Linked DNA regions of Zea mays: region 1 is linked to region 2. A link is a contact called in public Hi-C data. All regions are on one chromosome and are shown on one strand. The core of a region is the stretch at or near the end of the contact, and the rest is flanking DNA. Distances in the headings are between cores, read along the strand shown.

Region 1 (3,181 bases), core at 637-3,136, 160 kb after region 2:
CTAGTTGTTTTGGTCATTAAATGCTCAACACATTACCATGAACTAACAACTTCTCTTATGAGCATGATCACATGTGGTTGTAAAAGCAAATTGAGGAATATAAGAAAAATACTTTTTGGCTTGAAAATGGGCATACTATAAACCTTTATGGATCAAAGTGATAAAGGTATGTTTCTATTACTTAGTCAATTGTTTTAGGCACTCATCATATTTGCCTAAATGATAGGGATCATCTGAAGTCAAGCCAAAAAAGGAACAAGCTGCATTGGTGTGGGCAGCACCGGACAGTCCGGTGTGCACCAAACAATCCGACGATTGTACGGTCGAAGAGACCGCTCTCGGTTTCAGTCGCCCCCTCGGCTATAATTCACCGGACGGTCTGTGCAGAGCGCTGTACAGTACGGTATGATAGTCAGCCAATGGTTATTAGCCACGTCAGCTAGCTCTAATAGTTAGATGGAGCACCAGACAATCGGGTGCCCCCACCGGACAGTCCGGTGCCTGTCTATACAGAGTTCGTAAGTTCAATTCATTATCTAATGTTCATAACAAAAGTAAAATTACAACGCATACTCTAATTCAAAGCTGCAAAAAATATCTAACTAGCATCATCCCTAACTTTGTGTTCTTTATCAAGTACATGAAAGTGTGGAATGAAGTGTGGTTTTAATAATATATGGGCCATTTCGTGTCTCTATATGAGCCATTTCGTGTCTGCCTTAAACAGGCTATCCTCGTGCCCGCCCATGGGCCGCAACCTCGGCCCAAACCCGACCCGACACTAAAATATTTTGTGTCGTGCTTTTTTCGTGCTTCAGGCCCAACCCAAATGTACACCTATACTTGAGGCTATAAAAGGACCCCCTATGCGCCATGGAGCAGACCCCAAAATATACTTTGAGCACCCCACAACTCCGAAACTCCGCGACGACGTTTTTGATTTGTTAGAGAGAAATTTGAGCGCGTTCTTGAGCTGTGACTCTGTCGTTTTGATTCGTGTGCTCTCTTCTTTGCTTGTGTGCGTGGTGTAGCTGCAATTGTGCTCTTGTGTGCATTTTTACTCCTCTCCTTACTCCGGATTTGATTGTGATTATTTGTGTAAGGTGTGAGAGACTCTAATTTATAGAGATTCCTCACAACGAGATATTGACATCAGGAAGACAATTGTAGCACTCAAGTTTGATCTTTGGATCACTTGATAGGAGTTGAGTGCAACCCTTGACAAAAGGAGGTCATCACACGTGGAGTAGGTATTGACCGAACCACGGTAAAAATCGTTGTGTTTCTTGTCCATTTTTACTTATTGTGATTACTATATTCTTAAGTTCTCATACTCACTTGTAATATTGCTCCAAAGTTTAACACTCATCTTAAAGGAGCAATCAAGTGAAGAGTTCTCTTTTCTTCTCTCTTCTCATCCTAACTTGGTTTTAGTTCTCACTAACATGTTTTATAAATCAAGTGTGTTGTTTAGAGCTAATTTCGCAATATCACTTATTCACCTCCCTCTAGGTGCTTTCAACGGGCCGTGCTCGTGCCCGCTCGTGGGGCGTGACCTCGGCTCAAGCATGACCCGATGCATAATTTCAGGTCGTGCCATGCTTGGACTATGTTTTTTTATTTTGGTGCTTCGGGCAGAATATCAGACCCGACCCAAATATACATCTTTAACAGAAGAGTCACTGCAAGCAAAGATTAAAGATCCTACGAATTTAGCATTGACTAAAACAAAATTTGTACCAAGCTAGCGAGTGAGCTCCCATGAAGATGCCAAAATGACGAGAACTCGCTGCGGAGCACTTAAAGTGGCGAAGCCAGACGAGGAAAATATTACAATCGCAAATAACTTCATCCGCACCAGAGGCGTTCTCCCTCCCCCGCTGCACCTTCTGTCACGAGTCCCTCGCCCGGTGCGGCGCGCCGCCTGCTCGACGAAATGGGGCAGTGGGACGCGCTAGTGGACGCCGCGCTCGCGAGGCTGGAGGCCAGGAGCCTGCTACGTGCCACGCGCCCCATCGCGCTCGCGGCGCCGACCGCGGCGCCGAGGACCTTCGACGGCCCGGGGCCTTGGGACCATGCCGCCGTCGAGATCCGCCTCGACCGCGACACCCTGCACCAGTGGCTGGCCGAAGGTCAGTGCCAAGAAAAACTCCCCTCTGTACTGTAGCACATGCTAAACACACACATATTCATTGCCTTCTCCTCTCGGTAAGATTTGGTTAGGCGATGAGGCGGGTGGACAGGAAGAACAGCTGGATGGAAACCTGATCCTCTTCTCAGGGAATGACTACATGGGCCTCAGCTCGCATCCGGCAGTCCGTGAGGCTGCTGTGAAGGTGTGCCGCCAATGCTGCGCTTTGGGCTGTGGCCACTACTTGATATATCAATTGACTTTGACTTAGTTGGTGCTTGCCAGGCAGCTCAAGATTATGGCATGGGGCCAAGAGGCTCGGCGTTGATATGTGGTTATACTACTTATCACAAATTGGTGGAGGAATCATTAGCACGACTGAAGAAAAAAGAGGTATCCATTGACGTATTCAGATTGAAAATTTGCAACTTCGGATCCTTATCCTGTAGTGGTTCTGCAGGATTGCCTTCTTTGCCCCACTGGATTTTCTGCCAACATGGCTGCAATTACAGCCCTGGGGAGTATTACCTCTCTTTTGTCCCCTGGAAGAAAACCTGCAGAGCACGAGAGAATTGCCATCTTCTCAGATGCGCTGAACCATGCTTCAATCATTGATGGGATTCGCCTTTTGGAGCGGCAGCAAGAAGCATTAGTGTTTGTGTACAAGCACTGTGACATGTTCCATCTCGATTTCCTGCTGTACGTTTGTTCTTCGCTTTGCAGTAATATTCAGTGTACTCACACTACTTGAATTAGCAGCAGCTATAGTTTTATAATCCCTGCAGGTCCAGTTGCTCATTGGAAAAGAAAGTTGTTGTCACAGATAGGCAAGTCACCACTGACTAAGCGTTGGTGTTTTTGTTAATGCTGATGCGTAGCAATTGCTTGTATATGTACTTTATTAGACTAACAATATGAAAACCCCTTTTATTTTATAATAAAGTGCAGCCTGTTCAGCATGGATGGTGATTTCGCTCCATTTCCTGAACTTATTAAATTACGCAGAAAGTATGGTTATTTGTTGGTCATCGATGATGTTAGTATTTTATC
Region 2 (3,042 bases), core at 300-2,799:
CACTCCCAGGAGGTGGGCATGATTCAATTACATCAGGGTACAAAGTCCCTTGAACTAAATATTCGGGCCTTTTTCCTATCTTCTGTTCCAGCTTGTGAGCAAAGTCATCAAAGACAGCTATGAATTCCCTGCCAATGATCTTTCTTTTCTTCTCTGGGTCTTCGACACCCTTTAACTTGCTGAGAAATTGCTCTGAGGCATCAACACATGTCACTGGCAGGTGCAAATCACTTTCAAAGGTTGTCATTACTCGCTCTCCCTCCTTGTACCTACAAATGAGGTTCTGTGTTAGTTTCATTGCAGATTGCTTCGAGATAAGCACAAGTTCTATTCAACAGAACTTCGAGAAAGAAAAAAAAGGCAGCATATCGTTACCTTAATAGACCATTATCAACAAAAACACAGTGAAGCCTATCTCCTATCGCCTTGTGAACGAGAGTGGCGGCGACCGTTGAATCAACACCACCTGACAATGCACAGATAACATGCTCGTCAGGGCCAACCGTGCTTTGGATGGTCTTGATTTCTTCATCGAGCACATCTTGCATCTTCCAATCAGCTTTGATCCCACAAACATCAAAGAGAAAGCGGCGCAGTGTTTCCATTCCTTGGGCTGAATGTGTAACCTTTACACGAGAAATTTCAATACAGTGACAACCAGATGGTATACAAAGACAAAGCACAATGCACCGGACACATAATCAACAGTAATAGTAATAGAAGGGGCAAAGCACGTAGAAGATTATTTGTACTGGCAGAAAAAAGAATTAAACCACTGAGCTGCTGCTCGGTAGGATGAATGAACAAGATAAATGCACTGCAGCCTGAACCGAAAGGACCAGCAGCACTTGGTGAATGAAGCAATTAAGTAGGCATATAAATGATTGGCATTTACTGTATCATGGTGATTAGCACATCATCATAGTACGTAATCAGCCATAACGTCTACTACCTCGGGGTGGTATTGGAGCCCATAAAAGCGATTCTCCCGGTTCTCAATGGCCGCGACGGCTCCCTGCACGCTGCGAGCAACCACCTCGAACCCTTCCGGCAGCCTAACCACCTCGTCGCCATGGCTCATCCACACCGTCTGGCGCTTCCCGGTCTCCGCCTGCCCGTAGAGCGCGGAGGAGGCCGCCGTCACCTCAACGTCCATTTTCCCGTACTCCTGGCGCTCCCCGGACACAACGGCGCCTCCAAGGGACTGCACGAGGAGCTGCATCCCATAGCAGACGCCGAGCACGTGCGCGCCCGCGGCAGCCGCGAAGCCCAGGAATCCCTCGGGGAAGGCGGGCGCCCCGGGGGCGTGGACTGAGTGGGGCCCGCCGGAGAGGATGACGGCGCGTGGGCGGAGGCCCTCCAGGGAGGCGAGCGGCGCCGTGCCGGACACGCAGAGGGAGAGGACGCCGAGCTGGCGCACGCGGCGGGTGATGAGGTGCGTGTACTGCGAGCCGTAGTCGAGGATGAGGACGAGGTTCTCGCCGGAGCCGGCGGACACCGGGAGCACGGAGGCAGCGGCGGTGGAGCCCATGGCGTTGGCGGCTGAGAGCAGAGGGAGGGTAGGGTTTTGGTGCGCGCCAACTGCTGTGGGTGCTCGTGCCGACGCGGGTGGATTGTGTTGTACTATAAAAAAAAAAGAGAGGGAATAAGAGACGCAGAGGCGGCCTTTGTTTGATCCAACGGCCGAACAAAAGAACTGGACCGTCCTGCGCTGTCAAGGTTGCTGGGCCCCGAGCTGGTTTTGGGGGACTTGGCCCAACCCAGGACGGTGGCAAGGGTAGTAGCTAGTAGGAAAGCGATACGGACACGAATACGAAAACTAAACCGAGTCTGTGAGTCGGCTGCGCCCACGGCCCACCGTGTTCTTAGCTTAATTCATATTTATGTTCATATTCAAAATTTACTCCGCGAACAGTACATTCTACCATAGAAAACAATATTTTGATGACCATACAAGTAAATTGTTAAACAAAATAAGAGGTGTTTGGTTACTGTTGAGAACCATATTCGGCACTTATCCGGTCGTGTGGATCAGACTCTTTGCGTCTTGGACTGTCCGCATGAGAGACCGAACGGTCCACGATTAAATTAATTTAGATTAAAATCTATATTCTTTGCGTGATTATTCTAGTAAATCTTGCCAGAACGGTTGGAAATCGTATAGGCTAGACCTCCTTATGGACGACATATATCCCCTGGGTCCACTAGAAGGCTAGAAGGCCTCGCGAAATACTTTAGGCCCATTACTTCGTAAGGCCACCCCTTCGTGAGACAGGGGAGGAATCACTGACAGAATGGATCGACGCAAGGTTGGACAGACTCGAGCCCAGACGTCTTATTGGGTTTAAACATTATCCACATCATTGATCCGATTCTCACGCGCAGCGGCCTCAGACGTCGGAACCAAACGAAGATAAGTCGGCAAGATAATAGAAAGATAAGTTCAGTTGGTTCACTATTACTTATGAGCACATAGTTATCATACCTGCATGTAATGCCCTACGGCCGAGTATATAAGGCCTAGGGGCACCCTATCAAAAGACAGGTCACTCATTAGCCATCTACTCAATTCTCTAGCATCCTTCATACTAGAGAACTCCCCTGTAACCCACCACATAAAGTATGGATGAAAACGGGACGGGTACCCGGAACGAGTATCGGATACGGGTACCAAAACGGAACGTAATTTCGGATACGGATACGGGTATTTTGTTTGTCGGGACGGATACGGGTATTACCTGGATATTGAACCTCGGATACGGGTAGGATACGGAATCACTAATACCCGGTCAGTACCCGAAAATCCTGGGTCGGATACGGGTACCCGGAATTCGGGTAGCCGTTTTTTCTTTTTCTGCATAATATAGTTATAAAATCATAACTTTTACATATGAAATCGGATGAAGATAAAGTTTATATGAAAATTGTAGAGCTTGAAGAGATCTATGACTTTGTAATACATCAATTTTTTGTTTAAACAATATTTTAATGATTTAATTGTATTTTGATGATTTTCTATGACAAGAAATTAATAATACATAA

What was found. A called contact is a pair of places that touch in the nucleus more often than the background predicts.
Region 1: a Hi-C map of ear shows a contact between it and region 2, with 3 times the contacts expected there. The contact joins the promoter of LOC100191565 here to the promoter of LOC100383569 in region 2. A contact is called at or near these places in 2 of 25 Hi-C or Micro-C datasets (ear and tassel) and 1 of 3 datasets of contacts at active chromatin or transcription factors (leaf).

Annotation. Positions count from the first base shown.
Region 1 is chr10:151,471,853-151,475,033 of Zm-B73-REFERENCE-NAM-5.0, forward strand. It overlaps LOC100191565, which reads left to right and starts at 1,887. Exons shown (of 11, transcript NM_001367088.1): 1 at 1,887-2,132; 2 at 2,224-2,336; 3 at 2,417-2,524; 4 at 2,592-2,830; 5 at 2,917-2,958; 6 at 3,080-3,167. The coding sequence starts at 1,937.
Region 2 is chr10:151,313,336-151,316,377 of Zm-B73-REFERENCE-NAM-5.0, forward strand. LOC100383569 reads right to left here and starts at 1,550. Exons shown (of 6, transcript NM_001176217.1): 1 at 953-1,550; 2 at 376-626; 3 at 1-269. The coding sequence starts at 1,531.